Regions from separate parts of the Ovis aries genome. Here region 2 is linked to region 1. The links are chromatin contacts, called in public Hi-C maps. All regions are on one chromosome and are shown on one strand. Each heading gives the region's core, a stretch centred on a gene start, on an enhancer-like site or on the middle of the called end of the contact. The rest is flanking DNA. Distances are from core to core; before and after follow the strand shown. Region 1 overlaps TMEM44 (transmembrane protein 44). Region 2 holds the start of CPN2 (carboxypeptidase N subunit 2).

Region 1 (6,400 bases), core at 2,022-4,521:
CAGTGGGAGAAAGGATAGAATGAAGATCAATCATCAACATCCTGTTTATGGATTCTGAGGCATTTTATTTAACAGAGATGGAGGGCACAGAGGCTTTCAGGAAGGGGAGGAAGATGACTAGAAATGTGCTTTGAAAGAGAGGACATATGTATTTGTAGAACTGAATCACTTTGCTGTACACCTGAAACACACACATTGTTAAGCTACTACACTTCAATAAAAGCTAAAAAAAAGAAAGAAAGGAAGAAACGTGCATCAAGGTCACTCCTGTGGCCAGCGGGAAGGTAGACGGGAGATCAGTTAGGAGGCCGCAACCATGACCCAGTCTTGGAAGAAGAAAGACGGCTTGCCCCCAGGCTCTTTTGACTAGAAAGTGTGGCGCCAGGACCAGTAGCCTCCGCATCACCTAGAGCTTGTCAACAATGCAGACTCTTGAGTCCCACCCAGACCTATGGAATTTGAATTTACATGTTAACTTGATACCCAGGTCATTTTAATGCCCATGGAAATTTGACCACCCCTGCCACAAAGAACTGGAGTTCTGCCTGCGGGTGGAGTGGGAGAAAGGGGAACACCCTGCCAAGAAAGATACGCCATTTGGGGACAGCAGATCCCTCTGAGAATCAGAGGAAAGCCAAGGGTCCTCGTCCCAGAAAAAAGGGCCCATGATGACCAACATTCACCTGCAACTTTAGGGCTTTCACACAGCCCTGAAGAGCCTAAAGACCACTGGCTGGGTCTGTAAGGAATCCCCAAGCCTTAATTCATGAATAATTTAGTAGAGGAAGAGTAGCAAGGAGTTTATAATTTAAAAAAATATCCAAGTCTGCAGCCATGGGCTGCCATTCTACAGACCTCTTCAGAGCCTGGACGAGGCTTCTGTCCTGGTGGCCAGGGCCAGGCCTCAGTTTCCATCCCACCACCACCACCACCACCCCCCGCCCCTGCATTGTTCTCCAAATTCCCTGGTGACCTAAGCAGACACCGTGGAGCAGGCAACAAGGAGCAACTTCCTCAAGCTGAACCAGGCCTGCTTGCCTGTCTGCCTGCTTTTCTTTAGTCCCAGAAAAGCCAAAATTAGTCTCGCTTTTGTTTCTTTTCTCAGGAGCCTCTACATTGTATCTCAGGAAAGGATTATTGTGCTCTGGGGACCCTATCTTATCGTGGGGGAGGTGATGAGTGAAAGGAAAATGGTCTTTGACAAATTGGTTGAATTCGGGCAATCACATGACTTTCCAGTAATTGCCCACCACTGCTTCAGTGAGGCTATTGTTTCAGCTCCCAAATATTTAGCCAAGTAGGAGGCTGGGGAGGGCTGGGGAGCCCTCAGAGAGGTTTGAGAGCTTGATAATGTGGGGAGAGGACTTTTTTGGGGAGATCCTCTGGTATTTTGATGGAAATAGTGATACCCAGGAGGCTCTGGCCCCCTGACTTCTTTATCACTAACTGAGTTCTTTGGGGTTAGGGTGACACCTTGGGATCACTTACAGCATTCGGAGAGAGAGGGAAAGATTCCTTGGGAGGGGTGGAATCCAGAGGCCATGAGCATGTGAGCCTCATTTGATTGGGCAATCACTTACCTCACGGCTGGACAGGCTGCCTCCCTGACGCCTCTGGAGCAATTTTACTTCTCACAATGAGCACTGCTCAGAGAAACAAAACCAGGCACAGTGAGCCAGGGGGCAAAAGTGACTCGAATTGTCAGAGCTAAAGTTTTTGCAGGAAAAAAATCAAGGCACAACCAGGCATTTGCCCTTAGACAACTTTTCAAACATTCCTGCGTCTCCGGGGAGAAAGAGCGCTCCTGTTGACCTCAGCCAGGCTTGCTCAGCTTGACATCATGGGACATTTGGGAGATGAGGCCAGTGGCGGCAGCAGCACATGAGAATGTCGTGTTATCGACGGGAACACTTTTCCCCTGGGCTCATGCGGTCATCTGTCTGATATGCTTGTGGGTGGAGGTGGGCAGAGGGGAAGGGTGTGTCCAGTCACCGGCGACAGAAAAGAGCCATGAGGTCATCGGAGTTCGAGGCTTTCCTCACTGACCAGTGGCAGCAATTGTCTTCCCAGCTTGTGTTCCCAGGGGTTCACCTCCGCTCCCACGGAGGGTTCTGATACTGGTATTCCTGCTTTGGACATATATTTTCTTTCATCTGAAAAATATGCCCCGATAGCCAGATAGGGGCTATATTATTTGGCAAGAGATTTGAGTTTTAACGCTGAGAAGTGCACAGATGACAACTCCTTCCTGTCTCAGCCTTCCTGAGAAGCCCCCTTGCCTCACATAAGCCCCTGCCTAGGCACCACTGTGTGGGCAGCCTTCTACCCTCTTTGCTCACACCCTCCCCATAGATCCCTTCCTGGGCATCTCACGAGGATTTGAGACTCCTTTCCCCCTCCCACCCCCAGATCTCCTGAATTTTAAAACTTGAGGATCTGTGTGATGGGCACGCCCTGGTGATTCTGCTGCACTGAGTTTGGGAATCATTCAGCCAGCTGACCTTGGGGACAGATTTAGCTCTGGCATTCTCGGATTGAAATGTTCTGTGGGGTGGCAGGCTTCAGGGAGTAAGCCCCCAGCCTCCCACTGGCACAGGTGAGTTCTAACAATCATTAGGTCTCTGTCTTCTTACTTTAGTGATTCTTAACCCTGACGGCAGATCAGAATCATGTGTAGAGTTTTAAAACAATTACATATGATTTCTAAGCAGAGGGTAGATGTGTGTATGTCAGGGGGAGATTCTCCTCTCTTCTCTAAAAAACAAGAAAAGGGCTTTATAAACCCCGGCAGTGGTTTCATCAGAAGGTTACGTGTTAGTACCTGCTAATCTGTTCGGGAATCTCCCTAATGAGGACCAGTCATTTGGAGCCACAGAGGACAGACAGCCTTCTGAGCAAAGAGGGGCATGGGAACCCCATGACTTGCCCAGATGACTTAAGACTAGCCTTCTTAGGGAAAGGGATGTGCTCAGATGCTTTAGGTTCCAAGATGGTCAAAGAAGCCTCGAACCCTCGGATAGATCATTGCAGGGAAGGAGATAGGGCAATTTGGAACCAGGTCTGACTCAGCATTGTGGAGCCAGCTGGTGTCCTGCGAGGAGGCTGTGGAGGCCAACTGCTGTATTAGGAGAGCACAGTTAGTGGGGGGTGGTGGGTGGGGCGGTGGGTGGTGGGCAGTGGTTCCTTCTCCGAGGGCTAGGGCTGGGCCTGCAAAGCTGCAGAGAGCATTGCAGGCACCAGCTGAAGAGGCGGCAGGACCAGTGTCCAATAGTGACACCATGAGGCCGCTAGCAGTCATAGCACAAGTCGTGATATACGCTAATATTCCTTTGGTTGGTTAGACCAGCACCGATCTAAGTGCCAAGCCCTTATTCATTCCTTTAATAACAACTCTGTGAGGGAGTTATCACCCTTTTGTAAAGAAAAGGAAATTGAGGCACGGAGGTTATATGAGTGTAGCCAGCAGGCTGTGAACCAGGCAGTCTGGCTCCAGAGCTCACATCCTTAACTGCCAGACAGGCCTCGCTGCCTCCGTAACAGCAGCCACTGTTTCCCGAGTGCCTACTACATGCTATTATGTTCTCTGTGCTCACCACTATCTTATGAGGTAGGAGCTGGTTTTATTCCCCTTTCACAGAAGATTTATTAGTGGACTGCTCATCATTATTCTCTCCCACTCTGGGAATGAAGGCCAGACTAATCCCACCTAATCTCACCATGGTTCCTCTGTTTTTTGGAACTTCTGAGCCTTTAGGATTCTTAGAAAACTGTAGTTAAGTGAGATTCTTCATTAGGGGATCCTAGGCCTCCTGCAATAAAACAAGTGGAGTCTTTAGAGGGGAACTGGAAAAACAAAAGTGAGACAATATTTCTACCTCCAAGCAGGAGGAGGTATTTCAGGGATCCCGCCCCAGATTTACTGAATGAGAGTAGGTACAGGGTGGAGCCAGGAAATGTGAATTGAAAACAAAACCAAAAACAAACCACAGGTGATGCTGGCGTGCAGTCAGGGCTGAGAATTACTGCCTTTATTTCACAGCAGTATTTTACACCCTCAATGACCCAGCAGCAGTGTTTCCAGGAACTGCTTCTAGTTTCCAAATCCTCTTGCTTAGAAGGAAGCTGCAGGTGGGAGCTGACTAGAGGGAAGGAGCTGGCTAAAGACTGGGGGCAGAGAAGCCAAGCCAAGAAGGTCCAACGCTCACAACCACGTGCTCTGCGCTCATGCCCTCTGCTGTCCTTCTGTGCTTGGAAGCCAGTCTGTTGAAAGACAGTCTCAAATGTCTTATTCTTGGTGACCACTTCTCCTGTCCAGCTGGCCCTCCCGGCGTTGCTCCCACAAAGGCTTGCACCCTGGGAGCCCCAGCACAACCCTCCTTCTGAGTTCCCCCTACACCAGGCAAGACATGCTGGCAGGACTGGGTAATTTTCACATGCTCCCTGGCCCAGCAGGTTGTCTGGACATAGTCCTCTCTCAGAAGTGCTAGCTGACTGAGCAGAAGAGAAAGGAGGAAGGGAAAGGTGACAACAGAAGGATGGGGAAGCCAGAAGGGGCCAGGTGCTGAGCAAGGATGGAGGCTGGCCAGTGAAACTGTATTTAGTGCTGACCCCTTGAGCATTTGTGACCTGTTTGGACCCATGGAATATGCCAGTCCAGGCTGTCTCCTGGCCACCCAGGAACTGTGGGCAGAGAGTCAAGAGAGCTGGGACAAATTTTATGATTGCACCAAGAAGCATGACTTACTTGTGTGGATGCTTCTACTAACCCTAGGAGATAACTAGGGTAGATCTTAATAACCTAATTTTACATCTGAGGCAATGAAGGATCAGGAAACTAAAAAACAGGAATTTCCCTGAAGGTCCGCTGGTTAGGATTTTGCACTTTCAATGCAGGGGACCAGAGTTCAATCCCTGGTTGGAGAACTGAGATCCTGCATGCCACATGGCGCAACAACAAAAAAAGGAAAAGAAAGTTAATTAATATGTTCAAGGTTACATGACCAATAAGCAGAGGATGGTATAATCCAAATTCCTTGCTAGTCAAAAGTAGCTTAGATTCTTAAAGTTGGAAGAGCCCTGGAATATCATCTGATCAATCTCTAGTCAGTAATGCCCCTTCCCCAAAACACTTCAGAGAAGGGGTGATGGAGCTGTGCGGGATAACTTTAGTACCAGGGAACTCCTGGCCTCCACTGCAGCTGGGACAGAACCAAAGGCAAGTTCTTCCTTGCACCAGCTCAATCCTCTCCTCCTGAAGATCAGCCAAAGGCACGGCTCCCTTTCCACTCTGTCCACTGCTCTGCTGCCCCTGAGATGCCAAGGCTGACATCCAGGACTGAGTGGAGGCCCTCCTGTGTGGCACTCTGACAGAGGGCCGCCCATGCTCGCTCAGCTGGGACAGCGACTCTGCCGGAACAATGTGGATGAGTCACAGCTTGCCCATGGGGATTTATTTCCCAGTTACGGTATATCAAAGGGGCAACATCCTCAGCCACTCTGCCTGTTCAGGAGAAGTTAAGAGCATCTCAAAGCATCTCCATCCTGCCTCCTTAGAAGTTTGAAAGGTTTTACTCATACAATCTCATAATAAAAATGTACTCAAGGGTGGGAAGGAGGCTCAGGAGGGAGGGGAATATATGAATACGGCTGATTCACATTGTTGGACAGTGGAAACCAGCACAAGACATCCAGGTGAGTTTGGCCTGAAGAGGAGGGAAAGCTACAAAACTAACTGCTTCATGCTTAGGAGTCATGATAATGACTGACAGTTTGATGGCCTTTGGGAGTTGAAAAACCCTTTCATGGTTTGTTCTTGGGTTTTGCAACCTATCAGTAAGGCAGACGGGAGAAAAGGAAATATTTCTGTGTCTGTGTGTGCAAACAAGAATAAGAGAATCGGTCCCTGAGCTGGCGAGTGGTGGAATCAGGACTTGCCCCCAGGCCTTCTGGGTCTGAGGTCACTGACTTCGCAGCAGGCCAGAGCAAGCCCTTGAGGGACCACCCAGGTGCTGAAAGCACCAGGCTCACACGTGCTGCCGCTCAGGCTCAGTGCCAGCCACTCCCACTGGGACTGGTGGCAGCACTTCTGAGTCTGGCGCTTTATTGCATACTATCTTATCTCAATAGGAAAAGGCAATTCAGGGGAAGAATTTCCTTGTCACCGTGCTCCCGGCTTTCCATTGTTCAGCTTTCTCAGCCCTGGTTCATCCCCTGGGTCTGACAATTACTCATATCCATGGAGGTGCCTTATCAGGGCTGTCTAAGATACAGAGCCTATTTTTCTCTCAGTACCAGATAAACTGGAATCTGTTCCCCCTTTATGGCCTGATATCATCCCACAATCAGCTAGCTCAGAAGCCAGCTGCACAGGGAAGCTGCTTGAACAGCAGTCCCTAGTAAT
Region 2 (6,529 bases), core at 1,031-3,530, 210 kb before region 1:
TGTCAATCAGAGAAATAAGCCAAGTGGCTGAGGCTGGGGGACCTGGGCTGGGCTCCTACCTCAGGCCCCTCCCCACCAACCAACCCCACCCCCCACCCCCCAAAACACAGTGAAGTAATCCCTCAGAGTCCCAGTTTCCATATTTGTAAATGGAGATCAGTCGTGAAAATAAAACCCACATTACATACTGTTAGGGCTATTGTGGCAATTAAATGAGACAATTGGCCATGGGTTTATGATACTCTGATATAATAAATATATATTTGGTCTTCCTCTTGGTTCCTGGCGCAGAGCTGCAGAAACCTTTGGAATATCCTGAGTAATAAGAGAAGAATGTCTTTGCTATTCATAATAAGACCCTTCCACCCACACTGGAGGCTAAGTTAACGAAGTGACTCAATGGCTTCAGATTATATACAAAAATATTTGCAGGGGTTATCTCTGACGAACAGAATTAATTGCAGGTGATTCTCATTTTTTCCTTTTGCTTAATCATATATTTTCAACTTTAAAAAATAATAAACAGGCATCACTGTTGTCGTAAGATTGAACGTTATTAAAGAAATCATATAAAACCTGAAGCATGGTTCCAAGCACACAATAGGTGCTTCCTTGATTCCTTTCCTTCCTTGCAATCACATTGTGGAGACTCAACGAAACTTGTCTATCTACTGTGTCTTAGCTTCTTTTTTTTAATTCTTAAAAACTGAAGTATAGGTGATTTACAATGTTGTCCCAGTCTCTGCTGCACCGCAAAGTGGTTCAGTCAGACATATATAGTCATTCTTTTCTGTATATTCTTTTCCATTATAGTTTCTTGAAGAGAACAAACATTCTGAAGTAAGAGCAGGTTGTGAACCTGGCACTTTCCTTTCCCCAAATGCTCCCCATGGGCCCCACCTCTGGTCCTTGATTACATAGTCGCCTCCACTGTAGAAGGCCCATCCTTGACATTTTCCCTATTGCTACCTGCCCCCATTCTCCCCATCCTCCAGGACAGCATAAGTCACATTTCCCCTGGGAAGCCTTCCTTGACTGCATCTCCTTTGGCTCCCTCAGGAACTTGTCTTCTATTGACCATGTGGGTCCTTGGCTGCCTTCTAGTCAGTTGCACCACCTGACTAGGAGCCTCTGGGATGGGGGTGGAGGGGCAGAGGTCTTGAGATCGCAGCATCCCTTTCCAGGCCGTGCACCCCAGCACCTGACTTAAAGTTGAGCACAGATCGGTGCTCAGGCCCTGGGTGCCAAATGGAACTGAATGTATTTGCAGCTCTCGTGAGCCTGTATCTAGGGCCTTCGTCTTCGTCCTGCTTCAGGGATTGAGGCTCTATTGGTGCTGCACCCTGTACAAATTCTGATACCACTGCCTACTGGCTGTGTCGGAATGGGAAGTTCACTCCATTTCTCTAAGCCTCAATTTCCCAATGCCTGGTTATAACCCATCCCTTAGTATTAAAATTAGCACCCAGTTGGACCATAATATGCTAAATTAGATGGTAAATAATAAAGCACTTAATAGTGCAGGGTATATAATAAATGTTTGACTAAAAGGTAGCCACATGCATGTCTTATTGCAGCTTTATCATCCAAACCGGGACACTTCTGAGAATAAAAGAGGAGCTATTGATAGTTATGGGCTTCCCTAACGGCTCAGTGGTAAAGAATCCACCTGCGATGCAGGAGTCATGAGTTCGACCCCTGGGTCAAGAAGATCCCCTGGAGAAGGAAATGGTGACCCACTCCAGTATTCTTGCCTAAGAAATCCCAAGGACAGAGGAGCCTGTCAGGCTACAGTCCATGGGGTCACAAAAGAGTCAGTCACGACTTAGTGACTTTGCTGTTGTTCAGTTACTAAGTTGTGTCTGACTCTTTACGCCAGAACGACAGGCATAAACAAGGGTGGCGTCAGGCCAAGTGGGACATATCGTCACACTACTTATCCCTCCTATCCACTGGGAGCTCCCTGAGCACAGGGACCAGACCACCTCCATCTCAGAACTCCCCCGCCACAGCCTGCCTCCAGTCCCAACCCAGCACGACCCTGGCCGAGAAGCCCTCAGGGACTTCCCCTCCCCTGGCACAGAGGTGCAGCCTGCCTGGAGTTAGGGATATGCTCTGAAATCTGGGACAAGCGGCCAGCCCGTCTCCTGCCCCTGAGCTGGGACCCCAGATTCCTCCCATGCCCCCATGGCCCCTGCAGCCTTGTAGTGACCATACCGTGAGGGGTTGACAGGTGAGGACCAGCTGCCCTGGCTCTTCCTCTGGAGCAGAAGGGCCTCTGGAGTGGTCAGTGGTCAGCACGAACCCAGCAGCCCTGGCGCTGATCAAAGTTCCAGGCAGAGGTTCCTCCCCTCACGTGGCCTGAGCATTCCTGCAATGTCACCAGCGTCACAGGACAGCAGGAGAGAGTCTAGGCAAGGCCTCCGAAGATTACAAAACGACCCTGAACTCTTACCACGGAGAGATCCTTGTTGGGGCCAAAATCCAGCCAAGGTTACAGGTTTGGCATCTTTAGGACCCCAGGGGAATCCACCAGGCCCTAGAAAGTTCCCAGTAGGCTGCTCTGGGGCGACCACTGGGATCAGGGGTTAAAACATATCCCTTCCTGTGCAAGCCAGGCTGGACACAGCTGGGCAGCCAGCCGCAGGCACCTGCAGACTCCCAGTGCCAGGAGAAATCCTGCGGGTTTGCTGTCCTTCTGTATTTGTTTATTGAATGCTTATGTTCTAAACACTTTCTGAGTTAAAAGGGGGAAGTGATATAGGGAGGTGAATTTTGGCTCAGTATGGACAGGAACGCATTCACCACTGAGATTATCCAAGGATGAAAGCAGTTGCATGAGGAGGCAGTGATTTTCTGGCCTTGAAGGTGTTCATGCAGGGGCTGCAGAGCAGAGTGAGGAGAGCGTGTGTGAGTGTATGTGTGTTCATTCGTATGCACTTGTGTGAAATCAAACAGTGGGTCTGTGCTGCGGGCAGGACCCTGGGCAGATGTGCAGGTGTGGAGGGCAGGTTTGTATTAAGAACTCCAGGCATCTTTTGGGACATGGGAGATAGGCGCTCACTCTTCTTCCCTTGTTGGAATTCCAGGCTCCCATCTTGAGTGGATGGGCTCAGTGGTTAGGGAAGGTGCATAAGGCCCTGTCCCAGTCATTGATTGGGTCCTGCTTTGTGAAACAGTGAACACACTACTGACCCTCGCCAGGTCCAGCCTCCTGAGACAGGGTTACACCCGGCAGAAGGGATTGAAGAGCTAAGAGAGCCCAGGAAATATGGTTTGAAGCCCTCTTCCTGGGCATGGCAGTGGAATGAAGGGACAGAGAAAAGATTATCCTTCTCATAAACCCTGGACTTGCACCAGCAGTGGTGACAACCCCTGAACCTGGAGGCCTGAAAAGGTCCCAGGGACTTCTGGACACCTGGAGAGTCACCTTCACTTACAGGGTGTCTTCTGAGAGCCCGGGGCTCACTAAGCCTGGGTGCTAGGCACTGTAAGAGTCCAGACGTGTGCAGGAGAGTCCTACCCACCAAAGCTAGTGTGCACCTGTGTGTGCATGAGTGTGAACACATGTGCACTTTGATGAATGCTGAGGGAAATTCACTGCCTTTCTGAGACATAGAAGAAGCTCCAGGTTGGGAGTCTGGAGGCCTGGCTATCTTGCAAGCTCAGCGACTAGTTCACTAGGTGACTATGAGAAATTCATTTCCTGTCCTGGTCTTATTTTCTCCATCTATAAAATGGGTTGAGCCTATTCCTAAGGCCCCATCCAGCCACAGTGACCTCAAGATATTATTTTGATCTGACTCACTTTCCAAAGGCCTTTCCCAACCATGAATATCTGGTGTCTGTGAAGAGCTGTCTGGGTCAGCCTTGCATTCATGTGACAAGCAGAGAATCAACAGCGAGATCCCTTAGCCAAGGCGCGCATCGGAACACATGTGTCCTGTGTATACCATTTATTGTTGATTCTGTACTCCAAATCTGTTACAAGCAGCATCCAGCAAAGAAGAACCCCCCACCTCGCCCACCAGGGCTCACACTCTGTAAAACCCTGGGGGCCTAGAAAGCTCTAAATGCATCACCAAGCACCTGGGACTATCTGCAATGATTCCCTAAGTGAGGCAAAATCGATCCACTTTTGAAGGCAGCATGAAGGCGATGAGTTGGTGAGAACAATCCCTCCTTGGGTGAAGAAGAAAGCTCAGACTGGGAGGAGTTTGGCCTGGAGGAGTGCCCACCCCGCCCCTCTCTGAACCACAGCCATGACCTCCTCCCCAAGACCACCACTGCCTCCCCAGCAACTCCAGTTCAATTCCAGCTGTGGGGTCTGTGGGTTGATTTCTTTGAGTGATTCGTAGCTAAAGGCAGGTTACCTCCCATGTCTCTATAAAAACTCCAGTTATCTAGTTTTCTGTAGCTGCGTCCTCTTCATAAACTTCCTGAGTCTGGAAATGATTCCCAACACTGCACTACACAGACATCTGTGACAATGCTATTGCTGCCCGTGAAGAGTTCTGAGAACGGTGCTGTGCCTTTAAATACTGACGAGGAGGAAAAATATACACTCAGCCCAACATTCCCTTGAGGAAAGCCAGTTTTTCTTTAATGGATGGATGAGTTTAACTTTTCCTGTATTTACAAAGCTTTGGATCCACACAGTACCAGGTGGCATCGAATACTAAGATGACGGGGAGCAATAAGACAGTGACTCCCATTTTCCTTGGTTTAGCAATGAAAGCCTAGGACAGGCCATGAATTCTTGTATGAGCTTAAAGAGAGAAGGAACACTCACTGCCTGTTAAATAATGTTGCAGAAGCAAGAGGTTTTAGATCCTCACACATGTACCACTCCTGCACAGGGCTATTGTGAGGGTTAAAAAGAAAATGTCTGCTAAGTGCTTTGAAGGGTATCTATGCAGAGTAAACATTTTTGAAAAACAGTGGTTCTAACCAGTTTTTATTGTCTTTCCTCCAATATTGACCCTCCACTCCAAATGGAGAACTGACAAGGAGGCCTAGAAGCCAGTGAGCTGCGGAGAAAAGTGAACTCAACTCTGGGGAACCAAGCAGCTCACTTCAGCCCCAAGAAGTGAGCAAATGCCAAGAGCCAAGAGCCTGTTGGAAAGGAAACTCCACCCACCTTTTCTGGCAGCTTCCTGACCAGACAACATGGTTTAGAGAGACCACATGGCCTGCCAAGGAAGAGGAGGCTCAATGGTTCCCTCCAGTCTCTGATGGAGAAAGGACCAGGGGCACTCAGAAGGTCAGGAAAAGGGTCCACCAGCCCCACCCAGTGTGCTTCCCTGAGGAGTCATCTGAGGACAGCTGCCCTCAGACCAGCCTTTGATCTGGAGACACACGAGGTATCTTGGGCCAGAGAGGAAGATATTCCAAAGTCATGGCCAATGCTATCAATACCCAGGGTCTGGGCTCAGCTTGACAGGTCACACTGGATGATGAAGACTCCTTCCTTACTTTTCCGATATCTCTGGCCCACTTGTACCCTTGCACAATGAGATGCTTGGGCTTCCTTACAAGGAGTCCTTTGAGGAATGCAGTGCCGAACCATGCTTCCTGTCTGGAGGAGAGTAGGCCATGCTTCCCCTTTGGGGCCCAGGATCAACAAGGCAGGTCACCATTGGGAATGATGCTCAAGCCCCAAGCTCTAGGCTCATTTCTTTTTGGACCCTGGCAAACCCTGGTACATGTCTGCCAGGTACTATAAATATTTTGGAAACATTTTGGAGACCCAGATTTACCTTGGGGAGATAGTGTCTTTTGCCTCTAACAACATCTCTCCCAGATTTCCTGTGACGGAGAGTGAAAAGCTACAAAACGCACTAGCTCTTAACACACATCTGCTCCTGGACTCGTCGTCAGGGCCCGTCAGCACCATGCTGTTAAGGCTGAGGTGGATTTCTTATTTGTCTCGTGCGGCAGAGGGAACCAGTAAAGGCCAGTCAGGATTGAGGGCAGATTTCCAGATCTGTGCAGTATTGGCTTCAGCTCTTTTCTGGGAAGACACAGACACCTGAAAGTCCCCATTTCACTGTTTCTTCTTCTAAAGTGGTATACCAGGTGTCCAGAGAAAGACAGGCATCGTCATGAGTGTACTTTCTTGACCTGTGTGAATATGTGTGCAGCAGGAATGGTGGCCAGGGCAGGTATTCATGTGACTGCAACACTGAACCAAAGCACTCAACTATTGCAACCAGACTACAGGCAGGGAAAAGCTTCAGAGAGGTCCCTGACCCAGTCTGACCTATCTGTGTATCCATGTTGCCTGCTGTGTGTGAGAATGCTGAAGTTCAGTTTCTAGCTGACTGTAATGTCTATGAAGAATTTTACCACGGCCAGAGGGATTGCTGGGTTCTATTATACTTGGCTGTCCAATTAAAGGATCTCATCTCTGAGCTATTTCACTTTCCCAGATGCAGAGTGAAAATTAAAAACAGATATAGGGCATCTCATGCCCATAAAAGGCCCAAGCAGAGGAACCTCCAATGAGCAACAGACAGCTTGTTGGCAG

Evidence for each region. A called contact is a pair of places that touch in the nucleus more often than the background predicts.
Region 2: a Hi-C map of liver shows a contact between it and region 1, with 2.2 times the contacts expected there. The contact joins the promoter of CPN2 here to the enhancer-like site in region 1. A contact is called at or near these places in 2 of 16 Hi-C or Micro-C datasets (liver and tail adipose tissue).

What each region holds. Positions count from the first base shown.
Region 1 is chr1:193,786,887-193,793,286 of ARS-UI_Ramb_v3.0, reverse strand. TMEM44 (transmembrane protein 44) reads right to left here. Exons shown (of 11, transcript XR_009597977.1): 11 at 45-6,400. Among named protein-coding and RNA genes, the nearest start is that of TMEM44, 52 kb to the right of the region's middle. Within about 2 kb of position 3,271, at least 22 of the 54 cell types and tissues checked have an H3K27ac peak or open chromatin away from gene starts, as enhancers often do. A contact at or near this core is called in liver and tail adipose tissue, where this site is marked.
Region 2 is chr1:193,997,489-194,004,017 of ARS-UI_Ramb_v3.0, reverse strand. CPN2 (carboxypeptidase N subunit 2) reads right to left here and starts at 2,280. Exons shown (of 2, transcript XM_004023405.6): 1 at 2,218-2,280. LRRC15 (leucine rich repeat containing 15) reads right to left here. Exons shown (of 2, transcript XM_027957204.3): 2 at 3,942-6,529.